Linked DNA regions of Hordeum vulgare: region 2 is linked to region 1. Evidence: chromatin contacts called from public Hi-C data. All regions are on one chromosome and are shown on one strand. Each heading gives the region's core, a stretch centred on a gene start, on an enhancer-like site or on the middle of the called end of the contact. The rest is flanking DNA. Distances are from core to core; before and after follow the strand shown.

Region 1 (6,758 bases), core at 1,201-3,700:
TGCCTGGACGGGATATCAATTTGGAGATGAAAAACACCAGGAAACAATAAATTCCTGAATTTGACAGACACTAGAAGGCACATAATATTTCTCAACCAAAGGCACGCTGTCCTTGTAGGGTGTCCTTCCAAATTCTCATAACATCCCCTTTTATGCGAAATAACTTTTCTACTAGGAAAAAAATAATACCTCATTCATTTTCAATTTTCTTCTCCAAACAAGAAAACCATGAAACCAAGATTTAATAGTAGGCACAGTGTGATCTCTGAAGTACTTAGCTTTAACAAAATCTTGCCAAAGGCTATCACTGTCATCTAATTTTCACCACCACTTACAGAGGAGACTAATGTTTAGTTTACCCCGATCTTTAATTCCCAAATCACCCTTAGCTTTAGATATTCAAACCCCACTCCATTTAACAAAATGAATATCCTTTTCAATTTTCTCAATTAAAATATCATTCATAAGAAATATGGACATATGATGCAAGAGCATACTGGATAAACTAGCATTAATCAAGATAATCTCACCTCCCATAGAAAGATTTTCCCCTTTCTAGGCTTCTAATATTTGACGTATCATTTGTTCAAGGAACTCCTAATCACACATTTCAACAAAGAAACTTAGAGGGACCTAAAGATATTTCATCGGCAGTTGTTCACCTTACAGCCAAACGTATCAGCATAATAGGCAACGATCTCATTGTTAGCCCTAGTAGTAAACACCTGACTTTTCAAGAAGTTTATCTTCAACATGAACAATCGAGTGGTAGTTCGTAGACCTTCAAGATGATGTGTCACCAGATCGTACAAAGTAATTTCACACTTATGTAACACAAGATTTTTAAATCATGGAATATAAAACCACCTGACGGAATGCCACCCATTAGATCTGTGCTCCATCATTAAACTAGGAGATTAAACTAGAATGATGTAACAAAAACAGGACCAAGCCAAGAACAACCAGTAGTGCTTTCAGCTCCGCCAAACATAGTTAGCCCGTTTCGCCAAAAAAAATGTAGTTCGAATACTTTTTTTTCATATACAAATTTTACGCATCATGTAAAAACCTTATTTAGAGTTGGTTGCAGAGACGCATGGAAATTATTTTCAGATGTAGGCTGAGAATAGGGAAGAAATCCTCATCAAACACAGTAAGCACACTTTCCATTTAAGATATACAAGGTGGATCAGAAGACTTGGCTAGTCATTATGGATTCTTGAATATTCTGCTCATGTTGAAGATAGACTTCTTGATATTGTAGCTTACTGTGTAGCAGCCTCACATTCTATTTCCTGACGTACGGAGGGTAAAAATTTTGAACGAAATTTCAATGAAATTTTACATATTTCGGTGGGGTCCAAAATAATTTGAACACCGAGATTCCAAGTTAGATTCAAAATAATTTCAAAATAAATTCAAATTAGGTCAAAACTCATCTAAATTGAGTGAAATTTTAACTTGCAAATCCAAAATTATTCCCGAAAATTCATGTATTTTGTTGAGCTCCAAAATTGTTTTGCTTTCGAAACGAAAAAACCTTGGAAGTATGTACCCCTGACCATTGACAAAAACTCCTGAATACCACTTCCTTTGCATACTTCCAAGTGCTAAATTGTGTCATATTCAAGTCCCATGCATCATGTATAAACCTTGTTTTGGGGTTTCAGAGGTGCATGGAAATCATCTACTACTAATGTAGGCTGAGAACACGCAGCCCTTTCTCTCTGTACGTTTAATTATCTGTCGTGACTGGTTATTAACTGCTGTAACTGATGGCCATGCTTTGATTAGTCCCAACACTTGCTTGTTATTATCGTGTGACATACAAACTATTTAACACCACTTGCTTGTTACAGACGGATGGCAAAGGCAGGGAGCCTCAAGAAATGCCAACTCCCTTCACTCCCTAAAAAAAGAAAGAGTGTACGAGTAGACAGATGGATACATTGAGCAGCTCAATATCTTAGGCAAGCTTGCAAAAAATGTCAAGTTGCAGTTAACCAGCTTGGGATAAGAACAAGCGTCACTATGAAAACTACATCTGCCATCTCCTTCACGACACCTACGTTTTTCACAGCTTCTCACGGCTAAAACCGACGGTTCCACGTGAACGAGCGCTACGTTTACGCCCGTCCCCTGTGAAATTATCAACCACAAGTGCCAAGTGGAGTGAGTACTGAGTAGACTGACACGCCCCTGATCTGAAGAAATCCGACGAAAAACCCACGGCCACTAGAAAATCCACGGCACCCAATCGCCCAACCCCAACGGCGATCATGAGCCATAGCCACACCTGTCCCCTCCACCTTGAGGCTCCCGTTGCGCCACCTCGCCCGCGGTATCCACCCCGCCAATGGCGTGCGAGCTTCAGATTTTTTGGCCCCCGCTGTCTCATCCCCTTCCCCTTCCTCCCGCCGGGTTAAATAGCCGCCTCCGCTGCTCCTCTGAAACCATCCCGCCATACACCACCACAGCCCCACTGTTAGCGAGCACGCACACCGGACACGCACGAGTCTCCTTGAAGCAATGGCGACCACCGCGATGGCGCTCTCCTCCTCGTCCTTCGCCGGGAAGGCGGTCAAGGACCTGCCGTCGTCGGCGCTTTTCGGGGAGGCGCGCGTCACCATGCGCAAGACCGCCGCCAAGGCCAAGCCGGTGTCGTCCAGCAGCCCGTGGTACGGCTCCGACCGCGTGCTCTACCTCGGCCCGCTCTCCGGCGACCCCCCGAGCTACTTGACCGGTGAGTTTCCCGGTGACTACGGATGGGACACTGCGGGGCTCTCTGCCGACCCCGAGACCTTTGCCAAGAACCGGGAGCTGGAGGTGATCCACTGCCGGTGGGCCATGCTCGGCGCGCTCGGCTGCGTCTTCCCCGAGCTGCTCGCCCGCAACGGCGTCAAGTTCGGCGAGGCCGTCTGGTTCAAGGCCGGCTCCCAGATCTTCAGCGAGGGCGGCCTCGACTACCTCGGCAACCCCAGCCTCGTCCACGCACAGAGCATCCTCGCCATCTGGGCTTGCCAGGTCGTGCTCATGGGCGCCGTCGAGGGCTACCGTGTCGCCGGCGGCCCGCTCGGCGAGATCGTCGACCCCCTCTACCCCGGTGGTAGCTTCGACCCCCTCGGCCTCGCCGACGACCCCGAGGCGTTCGCCGAGCTCAAGGTGAAGGAGATCAAGAACGGACGCCTTGCCATGTTCTCCATGTTCGGCTTTTTCGTGCAGGCCATTGTCACTGGCAAGGGCCCATTGGAGAACCTCGCCGACCACCTTGCCGACCCCGTCAACAACAACGCGTGGGCCTTCGCCACCAACTTTGTGCCCGGCAAGTAAGCTACGTGTGTTGTCACCACTAGTGTCTAGAAACCGACAGTGCACGTACGTACGCGATGAAGTGTGCAGCTGGTTTCGTTTGTACAACCATGATGTAAAGTACGAGGGTTGAATGCAAAAGACTATTGTTAGACTTGATGAGTGATGAGATGATCATCTCTTATGATGCACCAGAGCATGCATGCAATCACCTGTGTTATTTAACAGCTAGTTGATCTTGCAATCGATCGGCTTTCAGTTTCTTAGGTGAAAAAAATATCAACTGACACAAGATCTTTGCTTGCTGTGCGGTCTAGTTTTTTTCTTAGTTGAGCAGATACTTGAAAGTGAGAACTGAATTTGCCTGCCATTTTTCTCCTTTTCTTTTTCTCTGGATTTTAATTTTTCTCCTCTGAAAAATGATCCTGTCCGGTTCAGTTTGATTTATTAACAGGGTGATTCAAAGCAAACAGACACTGAGAGCCAAATTAAACAGACATTAACAAGGTGTTACTGAATATCAGCGGAAGCAATTAAAACAACCAAAAACAAAACAAACAGCAGGAATTGAAAGCGCAAGTCAGGTTTGAGAGCGAAATCCAAACAACCATCTATCTAATACTCCATCCGTCCCGAGATAAGTGTCTTAACTTTATACTAACTCTAGTATAAAATTATACTAAGCTTGAGACAATTATTCTAGGACAGAGGGAATATAAATTAATGGTAAGCAATGAAGAAGAAACAGGGATCTGGCAGCAAACATCTCCACGGAGAGATGTTTATTACTCCACAGAAAGAGATGTACATCAACTAGGAAGATCATCTGACGAACTTGTCTGGAAAGTTGCAAGCAATGCCAGACTGCCTCGAGAAACTCATCCACAACAGAGACAGTTAAGTACACATGCCTGAAAGTTGAAATTAGCCTTCAAGCAACGAGCGACAAAACTGAAGAAACTAAAACCACTACAGAATATGCAGGTACTCTCTGTGTCAACTAAAACCACGACACTTATTTTGAAACGGAGTGAGTAGATTTTAAGGCTTCAAGCGACAAAACTGAAGAAACTACAATGTGTGGCCTAACGAGTCACTAGAAAAATAAATTAGCATCACAAGATTCAGTGGTTGTGGGGCGTAAGATAGCATTAGAAGTACAGTACAGTACAACAAGTCAAAATTTCAAACGGCACCGCAAACTTGCTCCAAGGAAGAAGAATATAAAGAGAAATATATTTAGACCAGTAAGTCAAGAACAAAACTAACTTGTCATAATCGTCGGTAGAGTAATTATATTTGATGTTGCTGTTGTTTGAACACCCAATCCTCACACATACTAGGTACTAAAATCACACTGGCTGGAAACTCATGAGTGGTGATTTGTAGCTACAATACATGCACTGCTCGCAAAAACTTGTTGATTTTTACCACTCAAACAGCTAGCACAAACTTCTGACACACTAAACTAACCACTAGAAATGTGGAATTAATAGATCAAGGTACCCGACGCACAATTCAACCACGGAGCCAAAATGACGGTTGCCTGATCTCCACCAAGAACCACCGCTCTCTCTTTTATCTCTTTCTCCTAGAGCTTTGTCTTTCTTACTTCAAGCGTGACGTAATCAGTACCTCTATCTCAAACAAAATACACCCAAAAAATTACGGCGACAATGCCCTTCCAATCTTAAATCTGTCTGCAATCTGGAGTCAGGGCACACAAATCTTTCTGCGAAAGCTATACACGGCAGCAAGAGCAAGAGAAGACAAGAAAAACGGGCGGGATGCAAATGGGTCAAACCTATCAAGTAAGAAGCAGAGGGTCCTGACAGAGACAAGCCAACATACACGAATCTTGACAACAAACCTTGCAGCAGAAAAAACTAGATTTGACGAGATAGGAAACAGCTAGATTTTATTTAGCAAAACTGAATATTCAAACAACAACATACAAATCAACCCATAGGTGGTGGTTATTGCGCAATGCACAATCGAACGCACCAGTTATGGGCACAAAAGAAATCAAAATTTTCCAAGTTCAGATAAACGATCAAAGCTTGGATAAATTATATTGCCAATTAATGCTCCAGGAGTACATTGATCCACACAACAAGACATCTTGTAAAAGAGTTAAGCAATGTTTACACCTGATTCAGTCATACTTTCAAACGTCCTATTCGACAAATCAGCATACAAAATTGTTATGTAGCTCATACCGTCGCACCCAGCCAACAGTGGGTTCCCCTGACTGTGGAACAGGAGACCTTTCATGGTCACTGCATTTCTCCGACGAAACATATACTCCATTGCACGATTCATTGATTCAACCAACCCGTTGACATGACGAGGAGGATTTCTCACCTGTATTTCACAATCCATCTCACTTCTTAGTTCAACAGTTCCATCCTCACGGGCACTGTACTCTGTTGGAAATTTCTCGCTCACTCACTTCAAGTATTGTATGATTTGTATCTAGCACTCCTAATTTCAATCCTTCATACAGATCCTTGCACTGATTTGCCAGCTTGCCGCATCGCTATCCATGTGGAATCTAGTAAGAAATATGGCTACAATCAACAACATACGAATCATGTGCAGATTAGCAGATGCTTACGTGTCTGCCATGGCCTGACTTGGCTCCATTGCAAGATTCTGTCACTGTGTCACTGACCGGAGTATTTGCTCAATCTGCCCAATCAGAAAGAGACCCCAAAGCATGTGGTTCTGATTACTTCCTCTTGATCAATTCCTTCCACTTGATCAATGATAGATGTGGCACAAAGGAGATGTTTAGTTTCCACGGGTTTCATGCTCTTACTAGGTGTTTTCTCAGTCTCAACCCGGACGGCGGTGATCCACACTTGATTCTTAGGGGGCCTAAATCGAACTAGCACAGCTGCATATACAAGAACATTAGAGGTGATGACGTGTTTCATAAACATCATCATGCATATATAACTGAGAGGGGGAGAGAGAGATTCACCTTGCACCACCCAAAACAATATGGCACCAGAGTCGGCCTCTTTGCCAGCATAACCCAAACACATTCTTTCACTCTCCCATTGTTTCCTCAACCACGAGAATGGCAAAAAGATTGGGCCTTTCAGGTACACACAATGATTTTCAGAGAGTAGTTCATAAACAGCAAGCCCACGATTTGAGCATGTGTAGATAAAACCATCAATGAATGCACATGCGCCGTTTAAAAGGTGGTTTCTAGGCATAGCCATTGGCAGGTATTCTCCCCATAGAGTCCAAGGCATGACGACATGCCACTTCTTGGCAGGCACATCAAACCGAAGACAAGAACATGTGATGCTATCGGAGACTATAAAGGAATAATCACCCAGTGCTACATATCCCGAGAGCTTGATCTTCCTGTCAAGAACATTAGACTTGTCTGTGTGGCAGCGCACCCATGAGGTGGATCCAGGAGGAGAGACACT
Region 2 (6,758 bases), core at 1,356-3,855, 140 kb after region 1:
GATACCCGCAAGTCCACCTCTGGTTTCTTTGTCTTCATCGGCACATACCTCGTCTCCTGGTCCTCCAAGCGCCAACCCACCATCTCACGTTCCAGTGTTGAAGCAGAGTATCGGGGTGTGGCAAATTGTGTCACCGAGTCCTGCTGGTTACGCCAGCTTCTGTTCGAGCTCCAGGTTCCGCCGACCCGTGCTATTGCGACAACATCAGTGCCTCATATCTTGCGAGCAACCCCGTGCAGCATCAGCAGACCAAGCACATTGAGATAGACCTGCATTTTGTTCGTGATCGTGTCTCTCTCGGTGAAGTACGTGTTCTGGATGTGCCATCCAGCTCTCAATACGCAGATATCTTCACCAAGGGACTGCCATTGCAAATATTCTGAGTTCCAACTCCAACATCAATCTGAACTCGTAAGTCTGAACAGCCGGATCATTTTATGGTGCTCAAGCCTGTGGCCAAATGTCACCAGACAAGAAAACATCATCATGAAACACCGTTGCGGGTCTAAGTGGCAGCAAAAGAAAACTGACAGATTTAGCCATTGATCTTCTTGTAATATATACATGAATATATAACAGCAACGAATTCATTAAAAAAACTAATAATACTATTTTATTTCAAAGAACTGATGATGTGTCGATAGTCAAATCTAGGGAATTTTGGTTGCACGCACTAGTAAGTACGCTAATTATTTTGGAACAAAAGTAGCATTCGACATGATGAGATGCATCCCTGTCGTCAGAATCAGAAGCATCCATGGTATAATCAGAATGATGGCAGTAAATGTACAGTCAGTCCAGTGAAATAGCGTCCACTAAGTGTTTGCTCAACTTGAGGTGGCAAATTCCCTGGCTGAAACTGCAATAGTGGATCTCCTATCTTTTCCTTTTGGGGGAGAACATCAGAGTGTAATCCAATGAGATTGCCAGCTGCTAGCCATAGCCACAAGTATATCTCATCTCTTTCTGGCTCTGGCATTCTCGTTAAACCAATGTACATCCATGATATAGATTTTGTGGCCACTAGCGTTTCCGAGATTCCTTGGCTGCAACTGCAATAATGAATTTCCGATTTATTCCTTTTGCAGGAAAAGACATGACACGCTCACATACACCAGCGTGTAATTCAATCATGGTACTCCAAGGCCAAGGGGATTGCCGGCTGCCAGCCATAGCCACAAAAGTATATCTCATCTTTTTGTGGCTATCGGATTCTCGCTGCACCAGTGGCATCCAAGACACAAATTTCTTGCTCTGAAGCTCTCACTTGTTAGTTTACGCCAGTCAAATTCTTCTGTCTCACCACTTCCTATCATCCTCAAGCCAACTTCACACTCACTCCTCATTCTTGGAGAACACACCGGACCTCCGGTCTTACCATCATGATGGCCGCAGCAACCATGCATGTCACTCTCTTCCCCAGTTTTCACTGCAAGAACTTGCCATCCTCATCTCTTTTCAGCAAGGCCCCGTCACCTGCGCAATGGAAAAAACCGAATATAAATTAATCGTACAATTCTTGTGACAGATAAACCACGTGTTTTGGTTAAATTCATGGTCAAATATTCTTCGATAAAGGGCATTTTCATTTGACTCATAAAGTAGGATCATGAGAATACAAGCATCATGAGCACATGCCCGGTCTCTACATAACTAGGATGCACATAACCAACATCAACGCACACACATAACAGATATTTTTTAAGCAACCCACGAAAGTCCTTTCAAAGTGAACTCAAGCATGTAGTGAAAAGATCATTGTGTGCCTTCCTTTTGTGATGTTTGATGAGCGATTGTGCTAGACACTGACCAATGCTTATATATAACCTGCATGCATGTGTGCATGCTTCGCGTCTTATTTTTGTACAAGCAGAGGAGTATAGAGCTAATTGATTGGTGGTCACGAAATCAACTTGGTCTTCCCACCGGTCTGTCCACACATGTTTCACTGGTTTGCCTTGGTTTCCGGCCGACCCCTAGTAATTTTTAGGGATAGACAAATCACAAGAGGCAAAGAAAAACATATTTACTCTTGTAGTCATGTCATATAGCTTTCATATTATATACTTTGCTAGTTGTTGGCATTGCTAGTGCGTGTGTTGGTATTGGTTGTGTGTATTTATGAGGAGGGCTTGGTGTGTCCTCATTGTGTATGGATCCTCTTGATGCCCCCTTTTGAGCTAACAATATTCATCCTTTGTCGAAAAACATGTGTGCCAACCATATGAAAATTTTCTGGAACGATTAAACTCAGCGTGCAGTCGCCAGATACCAAATTTGTTCGGCAAGCGCCCAGGGTGATGTACGTTGGGAAAATATGCAAGACGATGTGGCCAAATGAACTGGTAAACTATCCCGTGCCAGTGGCCTTCACTTTTTAAATCAGCAGTCTCTTTCGACCGGTCTTACTAAAGCTGGTCCATCCATGAGCCTTAGCTCTAACCATAGCCACAAGTCTATCTCATCCATTTAAGGCCTCTGGCTGCACCAATGGCATCCAATCTACAGATTTCTTTTCACCTCTGCCTCTCTTGTCAGCATACACCAACCAATTAATTCCTCTATGTTCCCTCAAGGCTCAAGCTCTTTAAATAGCTCGCTACAATGTCCTCACAAACCATCTCCACACACTCAAGCCTCATTCTTGGAGAACACACAGCACACTATTAGTCTCTGCAGCGCAATGGCGGCCACCACCATGTCTCTTTCCTCTTCGTCCTTCGCCGGCAAGGCCCTGAAGAACTTGCCCTCGCCGGCTCTCATTGGCGAGGCACGTGTGACCATGCGCAAGACAGCCGCGAAGGCCAAGCAGGTTTCGTCGGGCAGCCCATGGTACGGCTCTGACCGTGTGCTCTACCTCGGCCCCCTTTCCGGCGAGCCACCAAGCTACTTGACTGGTGAGTTCCCCGGTGACTACGGATGGGACACCGCCGGGCTCTCGGCTGACCCTGAGACCTTCGCCAAGAACCGGGAGCTCGAGGTGATTCACTGCCGATGGGCCATGCTCGGTGCTCTTGGTTGTGTCTTTCCCGAGTTGCTTGCCCGCAATGGCGTGAAGTTCGGCGAGGCCGTCTGGTTCAAGGCTGGCTCTCAGATCTTCAGCGAGGGTGGCCTCGACTACCTTGGCAACCCCAGTCTCGTTCATGCTCAAAGCATCCTCGCCATCTGGGCTTGTCAGGTTGTGCTCATGGGTGCCGTTGAGGGGTACCGCATTGCTGGTGGTCCGCTCGGCGAGATCGTTGACCCACTCTACCCTGGTGGCAGCTTTGACCCGCTTGGCCTGGCCGACGACCCCGAGGCATTTGCGGAGCTCAAGGTTAAGGAGATTAAGAATGGTCGGCTTGCCATGTTCTCCATGTTTGGCTTCTTCGTGCAGGCAATTGTCACTGGCAAGGGCCCATTGGAGAACCTTGCAGACCACATTGCCGACCCTGTCAACAACAATGCGTGGGCATTCGCCACCAACTTCGTGCCTGGAAAGTAAGACAGGAGTGATGAATGCGAGTTGTATGTGAGTGTGAGATGAATTGTAACACCAACATGTAAATTATGAGAATTGTGTGCGAAGACATTGTTTGGTTTGTCCACACCGGAAGTGCCCCTGCTTGCTGTCTTGTTTTCACAAATCACTAAGCACTCATTGGTAGTCATTCCTCACAGGATATCCATAACTTGTGATGACAAATACATCGCTATATGGATCCAACTAGCCCACTCTAAACCCCTAATTTTGCATCTAATGATCATTCAACACGCTCTCTGTCAGCCTCAAAATCAACCCCAAGCTTTCCATTCTAATCCTCATACACCTCAAAAGACTTATGCCAAGAAGAGAGGAATAACTTTTACATGATTTGGATATTGACATGCATGGTCCTTAATGTGACACTTGGACAATCAAATGTTTTTTAGTCATGGTTCTTCATGTAAAGTATTTAAGTATACTACAATAGTCATGATAATTTAGTACTATCAATTTGATGTTAATTCTGTTGAAACCGTAGTTGAAGTGAAAATATTTGACTCACTTAAATAAGAGGAATTTAGCAAAAAATGAAGCAAAAATATAGTCGCTAAAATAATCAAATGTACTCAGTTATTCGAACCAACACTACTTCAAACGGCTGATGTTACTCAACGTGTACACCAAAATATGAAATGTCTTACTAAGTGTCCCATGGAACGTATGGAAAATATTAATTGTCTTACTAAGTGTCTCATGGAACGTAAAGACCAAATGCCTTTGTACTATGTAAATGTATTTTTATTAGTATTCCTTTAATTGTAGAGACAATTTTATTCTCTGTGTGATATTCTCTTGTAGGAAAAGCAATATGCATTATCACCTTTGAGTAATTAAAGAAACATCTAGGCAAAGCCATGTACTCCCTTCGCTCCTAAATATAAGTCTTCTTAAACATTCCAATAGAAGACTACATATAAAACAAAATGACTGAATCTACACTGAAATATGTCTATGTACATCCGTACGTAGTTCAATAGTGAAATTTCTTAAAATATTTATATTTAGGAACGAAGAAAGAATATACTTTCTGGCACACATTGTTTTATGACCTTGATAAGTGCCACACGTGTGGCACGAACACATCGCAGCTCCAAATGGTAATTTATGGCAAATTTTAGTTTAATTTTTTGCGTTCCTTTTGGATGACAACTTTAGTTTAAAAAGGTCAGGCCGGAGTGCTTCGTGCTACTCTTGTGGCACTTTTCATTAGGGCTGCCTTAAGAATATAAGCATTGAAAAGTAAATATTTTTGTAAAATACTTTGTTAAGTAATAATAATTCTTCAGAGATTTCATTCTGAAATAATTTTCTAAAAAAATCTGTATTTATGACATGCGAAAAAAGTAACTTGTTAGTCTTACTTCTGCACATATAAAAAACGGTCATGTTGTTTTGAACCTTGTAATCACAAGTTTGTCCTTCCAGAAACTTTGAGATATATATATGCATGGTAGGAAAACAAGAGTTTTTACTTTTATCTTTCCAAGGAATCTTTCCGCCTTCCATAATAAACATTATATGCACTGTAACTGTTTTCGGCAAACAATGTCTTTCAGCAAGCTTCCATCTACTGTTTCTAGCAAAGTAAAAAGATTTGTACTTTGTACATAGTAACTTCTCTTCTTGCTTGCAAACCGTACAGTTCTAATTTTGCTTATTAGCCGGTCTTACTAATGTGTGATCCAATCAGCTAGCCGTCTCTAAGAAGATCCTGGACCTTAGCCGGTCCTAGCCACAAGCTAATAACTATCTCATTTCTTGGTTCTTGCTGTGCCATGTGTTCTGAGACAACGAGATCTATCCTGCACCAATGGCGTCAAAGCTCCAGATTTTTCTGCTATCTACCTCTTATCTTGTCAGCATGCACACTAAACCAAACCCATATCCTATATATGTCACCTCCGCTGCCTTAAATGAGCATCTCCTCTTCTTCTCTAAAGCCATCTCCACAATCACACCTCACTTGGAGAACAAACACATACAGCAGACACATTAACACTCCAATGGCGGCCACCACCATGTCCCTCTCCTCATCGACATTCGCCGGAAAGGCGGTGAAGAATGTCCCATCATCGGCTCTCTTTGGTGAGGCCCGCGTCACCATGCGCAAGACCGCGGCGAAAGCTAAGCAAGTTTCCTCCGGCAGCCCATGGTACGGAGCTGATCGTGTGCTCTACCTCGGCCCACTCTCTGGCGAGCCCCCAAGCTACCTCACTGGTGAGTTCCCCGGTGACTACGGGTGGGACACGGCTGGACTCTCTGCTGACCCCGAGACCTTCTCGAAGAACCGCGAGTTGGAGGTGATCCACTGCCGCTGGGCTATGCTCGGCGCACTGGGCTGCGTGTTCCCTGAGTTGCTTGCCCGCAATGGCGTGAAGTTCGGCGAGGCTGTCTGGTTCAAGGCCGGCTCGCAAATCTTCAGCGAGGGTGGCCTCGACTACCTCGGCAACCCAAGCCTCGTCCATGCTCAAAGCATCCTTGCCATTTGGGCTTGCCAGGTTGTGCTCATGGGCGCTGTTGAGGGGTACCGTGTTGCCGGCGGCCCACTCGGCGAGATCGTCGACCCTCTCTACCCGGGCGGAAGCTTTGACCCACTCGGTCTGGCCGATGACCCTGAAGCATTCGCCGAGCTCAAGGTGAAGGAGATCAAGAACGGCCGCCTTGCCATGTTCTCGATGTTTGGCTTCTTTGTCCAGGCCATAGTCACCGGCAAGGGCCCTCTTGAGAACCTCGCTGACCACATCGTCGACCCCGTCAACAACAACGCCTGGGCATTTGCCACCAACTTCGTCCCCGGCAAATAAGGTGTCCTGGAGCTACTCATGTTGAAGTGTGAGGTTGTGTGGTTTGATTTGTACTACCATGATGTAAATTATGAGAATTCTATGGAGAAGCATTGTTAGATTTGACCATCTTCATTGTCTTGTCTTGCGTCAATCTAGCAATTTGTTAGGATCATCAGAACAGTGAAAAAGCCGAAAAACCATTGCCACGCAGTTCTCAGATTAGCGACAAACTTATGCGGCATACATATTCACTAGTGAATTTGTTGGCTCTATGCTTTAATTTCGCAACAGTCACAACTCGCATGGCCACACTTTTCTCTCGTTTTTATTTGCAACAAAATCGTGTGAGTAAGTAGGCGCCTCAAAGCAAGATATGTGCTGCACAGGACTGCACTAATCTGTTCAGATCTGTCTGCATTTATATTGTACGATTTGGACAGTCAGCG

What was found. A called contact is a pair of places that touch in the nucleus more often than the background predicts.
Region 2: a Hi-C map of seedling shows a contact between it and region 1, with 2.3 times the contacts expected there. The contact joins the promoter of LOC123402348 here to the promoter of LOC123450698 in region 1. A contact is called at or near these places in 2 of 6 Hi-C or Micro-C datasets (leaf and seedling).

Annotation. Positions count from the first base shown.
Region 1 is chr1H:502,779,561-502,786,318 of MorexV3_pseudomolecules_assembly, forward strand. LOC123450698 (chlorophyll a-b binding protein of LHCII type 1-like) reads left to right here and starts at 2,451. Exons shown (of 1, transcript XM_045127826.1): 1 at 2,451-3,468. The coding sequence starts at 2,530. The coding sequence ends at 3,330.
Region 2 is chr1H:502,915,997-502,922,754 of MorexV3_pseudomolecules_assembly, forward strand. LOC123402348 reads left to right here and starts at 2,606. Exons shown (of 2, transcript XM_045096261.1): 1 at 2,606-3,483; 2 at 5,445-6,438. The coding sequence starts at 2,684. The coding sequence ends at 6,330.